Regions from separate parts of the Mus musculus genome. Here region 1 is linked to region 2. Evidence: chromatin contacts called from public promoter capture Hi-C data. All regions are on one chromosome and are shown on one strand. Each heading gives the region's core, a stretch centred on a gene start, on an enhancer-like site or on the middle of the called end of the contact. The rest is flanking DNA. Distances are from core to core; before and after follow the strand shown.

Region 1 (6,160 bases), core at 2,661-5,160, 200 kb before region 2:
GTGGGAAGAACAGGCTGTGTGAGGGGCAGCTGGTCTTCCTTCTGCCCGTCTTCCCTCCCCTTCCTCCCGAGGACCCAGTGCCCTTGGCTACCTTTCCTCTGGTTCCTGGTGAGGGGTGGCAGCATCCGGTACACCCGCACAGCAGAGCTGCCCTTGTTCCTACTCTGATCCTTCACTTCCTCGATGTCTGGCAGGGAGTTCATGGCACAACGGAAGTTTGCCTTCCATGTCTTGGGATCTGGCTCTTTTTCTCCTGCTTTGTATCGGCCTACAGGACGGAAGAGTAAAAATGCATACAGCAGCTGCTCCCTGGGCTGGGAGAAGAAAGGCAAGGGAACCCCAGACATCCATACTAGCAAAAACCAACTGTCAACGGGCCCTGGGGCTTCTCACATGCCCAGAGTTGGCTTAGACATCCAGCAGACTGTGAAGGACTCAAATGGGCTCACTTGAGTCTCCGTCCCCCATAACTGCGCTGACTTGGACCTCAACAGTCTCCCTGCTTAGGTTCTCAGCAGCCAGAGACTACTGGGACTGAGGCCTTATCTGATGTTTCTGCAGTACAAGTGGGCACAGCGCCGGCCCCGAGGACAGTTACTAACAGGTCTGAATTGGAATGAGGGCCTGACTCCTGAAGGGAAGAAAGGAGGCCACCAACCAGATGGGGCTTAGGTCAAGGACCTTGAGAAAGGAAGATGGAAGTCTCTTGGTACCCTGACTCACAACTGTTTTTTCTAGGAACTGTATTCTATACAGACTCCTTAAAGCACACATGCTTTCTAACATTTTTTTTTTTTTGCCTTTATAAATCCTCTGAGAACTTGCTAGAACAATGATTCTGTCCTAGAAAAACATAGGTGCATCTCACCCCCCTGCTCCAGTAATTCTGCATGCTGTGTCAGGGAGCTCAGAGGCCACCCAGAACACTGATGGTAGTGTATGTCTCCCCCTGTCTCTCCTCTGCCCCCTCCCCCACCCTGCCCACCTGTGTGAATGGCCCAGCTCCGGAACAGACAGGCATCCTTGTTGATGTCCCAGCCGTGCTTAGCAGCGTGCTTCCATGGAATCTGGAAGATCATCTCTTCCTGAACAGTGTACATAGAAGACCGAGTCAGCTCAGAGTGCGACCGAGGATGCGCAGCCCCCAAGTATGGGAAAAGGCTGACTTCCCCTTTTTACCCCGACATCTGGCCTGGATTGACCCGTCTTGGCTGCCTGTAACAGGGCACTCTGCATCTTTTAGGAAGGGCAGTAGGGGGCTTAGGTTCTGATGAGCCACAGCACCAGAAGCTCAAAGACACCCCTGCCCCACACTGTGGATGTGCTGAGAACCTAAGCAGCACCCCCTTCTCAGCCCTGGCCTGGCAGGCCTTGGATGCTTCTCTCTGGCTACCGAGCATTGGAACATGGGACCTTCTTGCTTTAGAGTCTCCTCAGGACGCCTGGCACAGTGACTCCTACATAGATAGGCTCCTGCTCATACTCCCAAGGGATCCCTGAACCAGACCTGGGTGAGGGCTGCCTATGTAATATTGCCCTACTCTTCTCCCCTTAGGTAAGACATAAAGAGAAAAGGTTTGTGTATGTGTGGGGGTGGGTGGGTGGGGGACTGTTTGTTTTTAATAAAAAGTATGTATGGGAACAACAGCCACCATGAGTTAAGTTTTTTTTTAGTTCTGTTTTTTAAATTTTTATGCGTGTATTGTGAGTGTGTGTGTGAGAGAGAGAGAGAGAGAGAGAGAAAGAGAGAGAGAGAGAGGAGAGAGAGATACAAGCCAGGGCACTTATGTACAGGTCAGAGGCCAACCTCCTACCATGAGAGGACTCTAGGGATCAAAGTTAGGCCTTCAGGCTCACTGGAAGGTGGTGCCTTTACCTGCTGAGCAAGCTCACCAGCCCCAAGATCCAGGAGGCTCTTACCACCACCACTCTTGTTACTGCTGGTTAACTGTATACTATTTCAATCAAGTTGGTTCAAGTTGGTCTTGGGTTTCACACTTTTTACATGACTTTGTAATCTACCTTAAAGTGCCTCAGTTTCCTTACGCGAGACCCATCTCACAGGATTACTATGCCGGTTAAAATGCACAATTTGGTAACATATCAAAAAAGGTGCCAAGCACATATTAATTATCACCAATGCTACTGCTGCTGCTATACTGCCATGCATGCCAGCTGTGGCTTCTTGGGTCTCCTACGTAACTAGTCCCGTTCCTAACCACTATCGACTGCTTTTCTGTCTGTCTTGTCTATCCAACTGGAGCCATGTAAGACTTATGTATACAGTGTTTCTCTTGGAAGAGAGAGGAACCCAGGCTCTGCAGAAGCTGAGAAGTTTTGGTGCTGAGGACTGTACCACTAGGAGGGTGAGCTGGCCACAGCTTCAGGAAGGAAGAAGCAGGAGGCAGAAGTCAGACCTTGCACGTTCTGGCATGCAGCACCCACTGGGAAATACATTTTCCTGCTCTCTTAACGTTCACTCATGAAATTTGGCGCCCCAAGAGAACATGCATTAAACAGTGGCAGGAATACGCAGGATAACACTCACTTTATTGATCCAGATCAGCCCTGGGATTTGGTTGGAATTAATCTGCATCTCTAGCCAGGGTCTCATCCGCATTCGAGTGATTGGCATGGTGGCTGGAGGGAAAAGACAGAGGCCTGTGTTTGGAGTCTGTTAAACAACCCTGGGCACTGCCCTGCTCCACCCAAGGCCGCTCGCTCAATTACCTTCTCCTGTCCTCACACCCAGGTCATTACCCTCCCCCACTCTCCTGCCATCAGCCAGGTACCCAGGTCATAGATTAGGGACCCTGAAGTAGAATGAAACTCTCCAGCATCATGGGCAAAGCCACCTGCCCATTCTTTTCAGTCTCTCCCAGTCAGTCTCAGGAATAAACAACCAAGCAAGTCTGGATGGATGGATGGTTGCAGGATATATGTGCAAAAAAAAAAAAAAAGCCAAAAGACAGACATCTCAATGACAGAACTTTTCTCTCAAAATTCAATCTTTGGAAGAAGGAAGGGACTACTTTTGCTTGTCACCCCCAGCCCTGCACCTTCCAGGCTGTGCAAGCAAGCAAGTCAACCTCCATCTCGGGCACTTCTACCCACCCACTCCAATCCAGTCTATGTCCCCTCTTGACAGCCAGTGCCCACAACATACAGGCTGGGGCGCAACCCCTTCCGGCCTGGTTTCCCCTGCTGTTAAGAGAAGTGGCGCAAGCAACACCTGTGGCACCTCCTCCCGAAAGCCCAGTAGTTCACGACCCGGTCCAGCCAGTCAAGGCAGCGAGCCAACCTCTGCACCGAACACTGCGCGTCCGAAAGCAAGAGCTGGGAGCCAAGCTGCGACCGCCAAAAGTGCGCGCAGGCGGACATCCGAGTCCCCCGGCGCTGCTCGCGGGTGCGCGCGACGGCCACTCTGGGCTACCAAGAGGCCCCGCAGCGGCTCCGCGCACGCAGACCGCCGAGCGCGGCCAGAGGGCGGTGCACGCCGCGGCCCGCCTCCCGCCCGCTTGCAGCGCCCTCCCGAGCCAGCGCGCCACCGCGACCCAGGGTGTCTCTGGCCCCCACTTCCTGGTGTCCCGTGCGCCTTTTGTTCCACGGCACCCGTCGGTGCCCGCGCAGCTCCGGCGAGCTCACCTTTGCTGCAGGAGCGATTCGCAGAGGGTGCCGGAGAGCGAGGCACGGAGTTGCGGTGTAGGTACGCGATGCGCGCACGAAGCGAAAGATGCCCGAGATGCTGGGGTCCCTCTGGCCACCTCGGCTGACCTCGGCGCAACTCGGCCCGGTTCGGTTCGGTTCGGTTCGGTTCGGTTCGGCTTAGACTGTGAAAGCACGTCCTACCTCGACGAAGGAGTGGTGCGCACTGGCGAGTCCGCGGCGCCGCGAAGAAATCTAAACACTTAGCGGGATTCCCCGGCCCGGACTCGGCCACGCCCCCGCCGCGCCGCTCCTGCGCGCCCATTGGCCCACTCGGCCTCATCATTTCGGGGAAATCAGGCTGTTGTAGAGCTAAGCGGCGAAGGGGAAGTACAAGGCAGCTGTGCTCCCCACCCCCTCGGGCCCGCGCCACCGCCCCGGGGCTACCGCGGGCCCGCCCCTTGCTCCACTCCACTCCCCTGCCCCCTTGCCTGTCTTGGAAAGCCGAGACCGTCCCCCTCTTTCTGCAGACTCCCAGCCTGCTGGCTCCTATGATGGTCTTCCCCTTCTCCACGGGAGACACCTAACTCCCTATGTCTCTAGAACACCTGATTCCCTCTCCAGAAGGGTCCCCGGGACTAAATCACCCTCAAAATCAGTCTGGTAATGAAGTGTCAAGAAGGGAGAGATTATGTCCCTGTACCGCCTTACTTGCCACTTGGCTGCTCTGGGAAATTGAGGCAGAAGGCCTAACTTGGAAATACGGGGCAGTAGGAACTCCCAGCCTGGACTCTGCAGGGCCAGCCGTTGAAGGACTCAAGGACTCCGTAACCATAAAATGTCAATAGCTCACTTGCTAGTCTGAAGTGATGGGGGAACACCTTGTCCTTATGGGGAGAGATGATGTGTTTGCTTACATGGGCACAAGATGCGGGTGTGCTTTCCTGTGCCACACGAGGTTCTAGCTAGCGGTGACCAAGGCGACCCTTATTCCTTGGGACTACCTAACACCAAAGAAGTGGATAAAATTCCGAAGTGGCCGTGGTTCCTTCTATGACACCTACTTCAGCTCTCCATCCTCGACGTAGCCCTAGGGAGAGAGTTCCTCTCTGATAGTCTTGAAGTCATTTCTGAGTCCCCAAAGCCTGGCTCTGGAGAAGTTCTGGGCAGCATAGGGAAATTGTGGCTAAGGGGGGACCCAGGTCCCAAGGGGATGGCAAGGGCAGCGGGTTAACTGGTGTTCACGAGTAAACCTTGCCAGTTTGTTCTTTCTCTTAGCGGCTGGGCTAGTGTATACATGTTCCATCTCCGAACTCTGGCCCCTCAGGCTTCTTCATTCGCTTCCTCGCAGCTTCTGACTCACAAGTACATCAGTCCTCTACCGTGTCATTCTCTTGTGTCACCTTCCTCACCCTAGCTGTCCGTCTAGGACAGCACCCAGTTTGAATGTTGCAAGCTGTAATACACACATCAATGGACGATTGTACCTGTAACGTCACTGCCTCATAGACGAGCTAGGAGATTCAAGGTGGCAGGAGGATTTGGAAGGAGGAATTGAGACTCTAGAATAAATACGGAGGTATTTGAAGTCGCAAATTAAGAGAATCACTAGAGACCAGGGCCTTCTGATCACATGACTCTGAATCTGACACCTGCTCTCTGTGCAACAGATGTATACTTGCTCTGTGGAGACACTCTGACCAGCCAATGGAAAATTCAAAATGAGATTAGGGAGAGAAACTTTGTAACTCTTGAAGCCCACAGAGACCCTACTGAAAGCAACCAGAGACTACAAATTACATCAAAATAACTGTGTGGGTATACATAATGAAAGTCAGCCTGTGTCCTGGAATGTCCATATGCAGCCTTGTTAGTGATGGGTACCTGTTTTCTGTCATAAGGATAAATAAAAATTTACCCGATAGATAAATACCCTGTTGTAGGACATTTAGGTTATTTCCACCTTTTCCCAATAGAGACAACACTGTGAGCAAAGTCTCTACACACACACTAACAGTCTTCTGCTTAGGAGATGTCCCTGTCCCACCCTCACTGCTACGATTTAACAGTGAAACTGACCATTTTCATCTTTTAAATGTTCTATGCGAGGTTTTTCCCACTTTGACTTTAGGGGTTCTCCTTTTTTAAAATTTATTTATTTATTTATTTATTTTTATTTATTTATTTATTTTTGGAAGAGGGTCTTCTGTAGCCTGGGTTAGCCTTAAACAACTCATCTTCCTGCTTCTATTTCCTAATGCTGGGATTACAAGTCGGTACCACCATCTTGCCTGGTACTTGATTTAAAATTATAAATAATATGCCTATGATTGGGTATAGGGCTATGGTTTTTTTTTGGGGGGGGAGGGAGGGTCTAGGCAGGGTTTCTCTATGTAGCCTTGACTGTCCTAGAGCTTTGTAGACCAGGGTACTCTCAAACTTATAGAGCTCCATCTGTGTCTACCACCCAAGCGCTGAGATTATAGGCATGTACCACACCACCCAGCCAGTTTCT
Region 2 (6,642 bases), core at 2,571-5,070:
CTCAAAACCCTGGAACTCCAGTCCCAGGACTGCCCACCCTCTCTGACCTCCACTGTAAGCATATGGAACAAGCACAGACCTACATGAAGGCAATATACTCCTACACATAAGATGGCATTTCGTGGCATCATTTAAATGCGTTTTCAAAAGGACAAAACTACAGTGACGCCATGGCAGGTCAATGGACGCAGGTGGGAGCTGCAAGAGGGTGGAAAGGAGCGCTGCAGGGTGATATTAGTGTTCTAGAACAGGACCTGGGTGAGGCCTCACAACCGTCTATGTTACCATAGCTCATCAAGCCATAGCTGCGATACGTAAACTACCGATTTTACCGGGCATTACTTATGCAACAATAAAAGCAAGCTGCACAGTCACTCACCATTGTAGCCTTCCAGAACAGAATCAATAATTGGTCTTGCAGTTAAGTTATACACATCAAGTTGTTTACTTTCTGGTCCAAAAACAGTATCGAAAGTAAATGTCTTTGGAGGTTCGTTGGAGGAATCGGTCTTATGGACGGTGATAGTTCCCCTCATTTCATCCACGCTGACGGCCTGTCTATAGCACATTGACTTCTCTCTCTCATTGAGAGGCCGGCACCTAACCACCACCTTCACATTATCGCAGCTTTCCGGCTTCTCCGACTTATTGATCTGGTGGAGACAGTGTTTACAAAGAGTGAGAAGAACATTCCTTTTGCTCTAAATATAGTTAGAAAAGTCTACTTTTCCACCTCAGCATCCCGGATGTGCTAAGACTTTACAAGCCTTCGATAAATGCAATTAAAGATCTCTACATATACAGAAAGGGTTTATAGGTATACAAATGGAGACTGTTTCTTTTGCAGTACAAAAGAGGGAAGAGAAAAACTCTAATTTACATCTGAAGCAAATGCTTCAAGTGGAGAAAATGAACTAGTTAGTATACAGGCATTAGCTCAACAGTCCACACAGCTGAAGTTCCTGCCTGAAAAAACAAACAAACAAACAAAAACAAACAAACAAACAAACAAACACGCGTGAAGTGGTTGACAAGCTTTATTAAGAATCTGAGGTCGGACTGGAGCGATGGCTCAGTGGCTAAGAGCACTGGCTGTTCTTCCAGAGGTCCTGAATTCAATTCCCAGCAAGCACATGGTGGCTCACAACCGTCTGTCATGGGATCCGATGCCCTCAGAAGATAGCTACAGTGTACTCATATAAATAAAATAAATAAATCTTTTAAAAAAAAAATCTATGAGGTGAAGCTGTGGTACATACCTTTGATACCAGAACTCCTGAACTCCTGGAGGCAGAGGCAGATGGATCTCTGTGAGTTTGTGACCAGCCTATATAATATAGTGAGACCTTGTCTCTTGCTCTCCCATGACATCTAATTTCATTTCCTAGAATGCATCTGTAAGATTTTTACCATGTGATACCTCCATATACGGCTTTCCTCTCCACCCAAGACAAGTTAAGGACGGAGAAGGCCAATGACATACAGAGAAAAATGTCTTATGAACGTTTATATGAAGTTTTGATTGTCAAAATTTTACATGACAAAGATCCTAGGACTGCCATGAATATGTTTCTCTCCAGTTTGGCCTTCATCACCCTAGGCTAGGTAGCATCACCTGGGCCTTCGTTCGTCGACTACCTACATTCGCTCCTGAATCTAATTAAACCACCCTTCCGTCTGCCCTCTTACACGATGGTGTAAACACAAATCAAATCACATTATTCCCCATGTAAAAATCTCCCCAGATGACAAGCCAAAAATGTTTAGGAGGTACAGAAAAGCCTCTAGGCTTTACCAAATACTCTTCCTCCTCTCAGAGTTTCGTGATCTCCTCTTCCCTGCGGACTTTCCTCGAGTCCTTCGGTCTAGAACATTCCTCATGCCCTTCTTCACTTAGGTGACATCTACTTATCCTTCAGTTTTCAGCTCAGCAGTTCCCATGGGAACACTTCTCTGACTAGGTCAAATGCTTTTTCTATTTAGTAGACTCTGAGAGAGAGCTTTTAAAGAATACATTTTGACTCTGGGTTGCTCCTTGACTGATGTCTGTCATGGTATATTCATCTGAGATTCAAACAAGGAATCAAGGGTCTGAATTCAACCCATAAAATCCTTTTATTTGCCTCAAAGTATTTTTGTTTTGTTCTGATACTGGGTCCCATGAAGCACGGGGCAGCCTAGAATTCTTTATGAAGCCAAGGATAGCTTTGAACTTGAGACAGGATTTCTATGTGTAGCCTTGGCTCTCCTGGAACTTACTCCATAGACCAGGCTGGCCTTGAACTCACAGAGATCCGTCAGCCTCTGCCTCCCAAGTGCTGGGTTTAAAGGTGCCACCACTGCCCGACCAGCCTTAAACTCTAAATCCTCCTCCCTCAACCTTTCAAAGTGTTGGCCAGCTGGCTCAAAGCATTTTTAAGTATTTTAGTCATCTGCTAAAACTGAGAAACTTCACAAATATAGCAATTTAAGTCTTTTGAAAACAAAAGTAGATCTGTTATCTGTAGGCCAGCATTCCTTTATGGAAACCTTTTCCAATTCACCAGATCCAATTTCTGCCATATGCAGATTACTCACTTCATTTATTAAGGCTGTCTTTTCTCTGTTAAATGTATATGGTTTTCACCTCTTCTCCAAAGTCAAAACTTTGGTAATGAGGCTGGAGAGATGGGCCAGTGGTTAAGAGCACTTACAGAGGACCTTACAGAGGACCTGGGCTGAGTTTCCAGCACCCACATGGCAGCTTACTACTGCTTTTAACTTCAGTTCCAAATAATTCCATGCACTCTTCTTCCTTCCCCTGGCACGTGGTGCACATACATACATACATGCAAACACTCATACACATAAAATAAAAATTGAATTAAAAACACCTAGCACAACCTTACCGCCTGCATAGTTAACATATATACGGCTAGTGCGCAATCTTTGTTGAATATTCATTATTCAATAAAGCAATAAATATAAACAAACACTGAGCATTTTGTGCTAAATGTCAAGCCCTGTCCTTCAAGTGTCCTGTGCATTAATTTATTTTGCCTTGATAAAAACCCCAAGAAGGAAAGTTTAAATGTGTAGGAACTAAGGGCCCAGACGCTGTAAATAACCATCGAAGGCCCCATAACCAATATATAATCTACCATGGCTCAAGTCTTCTCCAATGGGACTTACAACCACCCCCTTATTATGGCACGATAACAATCCGTGAAATCCTAGGAGGTAACCAAATCGCCACCGCATACTCGCACAAAGACACCTACAGGTTACATTCTGCACCATAAGCTAAGGTGCCCGCTCGGAATGACAGCTTATACCCAGGGAAGTAGGGGGCCAGAGCGTAGACTCTGGGGTTCCGAGCATCCGCAAGACCATGGTGGCCACGCGCAGCCACCAAGCCTCCACTGTCCGCGCGGTGCTTTTCTGTCTGGCAGAGCAGGCCTGGCGAGATGCAACGCGTTCCGGGGCAACTGGGCGGGTCCCGAGCGGCCCCCGATGCGTCCGGACCCCAGCCCCGCCGCCCCACCGCCCTTCTCCTCCAAGGCCTCCCGGCCTGGCCACCCTGCCCCGCCCGCCGCGCGCTTCTATGGCAACGGCCGCGCCCCCGAGCAGGGCCGACACGATGAGCCGAAGCCCCCGTGGCCGACTGTCCATCCTCACCGGCATGGTGGCCGCGTCCGGTGCTCCGCCAACGTCCCCACTCCGGATGCAGCCCAACAACACCGGGTTTGGGGGCGAGGCTGGCCACAGGCGACCGCAACACCTTAGCGCTCCAGAGACTGCGGCTCACACAGCTACAGAGGGCAGTGCGCAGGCGCACTCTGAGCTCGCCCCGCCCAATCTCGGGTGTCCTGGGCTCTTGAAGTACGCATGCGCAAGGCCTTTCCGCGTCCATCTCCATGGACGCTAGACTGGGGCAACGCCTGCGGGGTGCTGCCATCGCTCTGCTCTGTAAAGCTGGTTCATGTTGAGGCCACCAGGACATCTGACCCGCTCAGACTGCCAGGAGCTTCCGGCGCTGGCAGTGTCCCAAATATTGAAAACAACAGTGGACAATAGCGTACCAGATTCTGATGACTCCTTATTTTATGAGGAATATCAGGGGTTGGGTTCTGTTTATCTCTACTATCTGTCTGCACCAAAAGTTTGAATGAACAGGACCCTGATCCAGCCATATGAGGAGAGAGCGGAGACCAAGGAGACCAACAGGCCAGGAAGGTAAAGGGGGAAAAAAAGTGAAAATGACCAGCAGAGTCAAAATGGATGGATTATATAGGGAAGGACCCCAGAAGGGCAGCTCAGCACCTGGGCCGGAAGGTTCACGGGGTGGACTATGCCAGCCAACCCTGTAACAGGTAGGGACTGAGGGATGCTGGGAGCATCCAGGTCTGCTTTAATATGTGAAAAAGGCACCTCAACCATTTGTTGGGAGTTTGAGACCTAACTCAAAGGAGAAGCTCCGTCTAAATAGCCATTTGCCCAACAGAACTGCTTAGGGTTTCTCAGTTATGGGAGAGTTTGTTTTGTTTTTGGTTTGTCTTGGGGGGGGGGGTTTCTCACTGGATAGACCAGGATGACCTTGAGCTCACAGAGATCTTTTGACTCACGAGTGCTGGCATTAAAGGCATCTTCATCACACCCGGAAGTTATAGGAGAGTTTAAGTTGCAAGTAATTATAAAGTGTGTTCTGTGTTAACATTCAAAATGTTCATCTTGGGTCTGAAGAACTGGCTCAGCAGTTAAGAATGCATACTGATCTTGCAAAGGGCTGGAGTTAGGGTCCCAGCACTCAGGTCAGGCATTCACAACTGCAGCTCTAGGGGAATCCCATGCCCTCTTTTGGTCTCTGTGGGAACTGTACTCACATGCATATATCCACTCATAGAGACACACATATACTTAATTGTAAAAAAGTCTTCTTTTGCTGGGCAGTGGTGGCGCACCCCTTTAATCCCAGCACTTGGGAGGCAGAGGCAGGCGGATTTCTGAGTTTAAGGGCAGCCTGGTTGACAGAGTGAGTTCCAGGACAGCCATGGTTACACAGAGAAGCCCTGTCTCAAAAAAAAAGAAAAAAAAAGTCTTCTTTCAAAACTTCCTCTTCAATACATCACAGTTAGTCTTGACTATTAGAAACATGTTTTGTATTACTTCTCAAAGATGCTGAGTAGGAGAAGGTAAAATACCCATTTCTTATGGTCATGTAGACCACCATTGCACAGCTGTTGCTAATAAATGACAACCCCCTATCCTTTCATTACAGTTTTATACTTATTTATGTAAGTGTATGGTCCAATACGCATATGCCACAGCTCATATGTGTGGAGGTCAGAGAACACCTTTCAGGAGTTGGTCTCCTCTTCTTCTTTCCCTGTGTGACCTCACTGATGGAGCTGAGGTAGTCAGACTTAGTGGCAAGCACATCTACCCACTGAGCAATCTTGCTGGCCACTAAAGTTTTTGGTTTTTTTTTTTTTAAGATGTCTCTATTCTAAATGAGTCTTGAAGTGGAAAGTTCTGGTTTCCTTGGAAAGTTATGCCAAGCAATGTTTTGCTGGGGCACAAAGGTGAAAGGATGTCTTGCTAAAGCAAACACGTGAAAGACTGTTTTCCTGAAGCAGACACAGGTGAAAGGGTGTTTGGATAGAGCAAACTCATGAAAGGACCTGTGATGAAGGAGTAGAAACATGACCCCGCTGACAGTGGGAGACGAGCACAGAGCACTGGTTTGATTTGCTCCACCTCAATATTCTTCTCTAACAACATTCATGTATTGGTTCGCCTTACATTGAGCTCAACTCTGATACTGAGAGAAACTCAACAAAGAAACTGCTCATAAGGTTCCTATGGTAGCTTGCTGCGTCTAAGGCCTCTCCTCAGGCCGGTTGACAAGCCTGGCAACTTCTCCAGGATTGAACTACAGTTGCTGGTTCGTGATTGGTGTCTGCCTGCCAAGAGGACTGGAATGTAGTTGTTGGTTCATGGTTGGTGTCTGCCTGCCTAGAGGACTGGTCTGAAGCTGCTGAGTTGTATTTGGTATTTGCTATGGGACTGATCTGCTGACCAAGAAGATCAAGCTCACCTCCAAAGAACTATCGTTGAACAGGTCCACTTCCCTCCATCCTAATAACGTGTCTCTTCCACTCCCTCTGCTGAGTGGTAGGCTAGAGGAGAGGTTGAACCCTTCTTAAAAGTAGGTTGCAAAAAATTTATGCTACAGAATTCATGTTCCTAGTTATGCCTATTTTACCTTGTAAGATCCTGCATTTGAATGTATGTTACATTACATCATACTATACTACACAGAGCTATATAGGCCACCACGAGCCTCTTGAGGCTAGACACTTTAAGATGGTTTTTCCTCTTTGTGTTACTTCTCTGAGATAGTATTTGAATGTTTGCTGAAAGACTGAAATGAATCCGTTTCGAGTATATTGCTTTATGTTCAAATGCCTTCCACTGATGTAAAGGTTTTTGGTTGTGTAAAAAAATCAAATTATTAATACTATACAAAAGTTAACATAAAAGAAAAATGGCCATCATACATCGGATCCAGAAGCATGGGGAGCAGGCCTTCCAGAATGACTGCGCTTGTAAGTTTATTTCCTGTACCACCAGCAAAAACAGAGCTACTTTGGAGTAAGTCCA

Evidence for each region. Capture Hi-C pulls out chosen DNA fragments and counts their contacts.
Region 1: a promoter capture Hi-C map of adipose tissue shows a contact between it and region 2. The contact joins the promoter of Irf1 here to the promoter of Kif3a in region 2. A contact is called at or near these places in 1 of 15 datasets of contacts at CTCF or cohesin (the NIH/3T3 cell line), 1 of 115 datasets of contacts at active chromatin or transcription factors (memory CD8 T cells) and 2 of 9 other capture datasets (adipose tissue and liver).

The regions. Positions count from the first base shown.
Region 1 is chr11:53,767,764-53,773,923 of GRCm38.p6, reverse strand. It overlaps Irf1 (interferon regulatory factor 1), which reads right to left and starts at 3,910. Exons shown (of 10, transcript NM_008390.2): 1 at 3,646-3,910; 2 at 2,549-2,640; 3 at 986-1,085; 4 at 92-268. The coding sequence starts at 2,635.
Region 2 is chr11:53,564,547-53,571,188 of GRCm38.p6, reverse strand. Kif3a (kinesin family member 3A) reads right to left here and starts at 3,820. Exons shown (of 18, transcript NM_008443.4): 1 at 3,658-3,820; 2 at 380-653. The coding sequence starts at 3,663. It overlaps A430108G06Rik (RIKEN cDNA A430108G06 gene), which reads left to right and starts at 3,876. Exons shown (of 2, transcript NR_168001.1): 1 at 3,876-4,352; 2 at 5,475-6,535.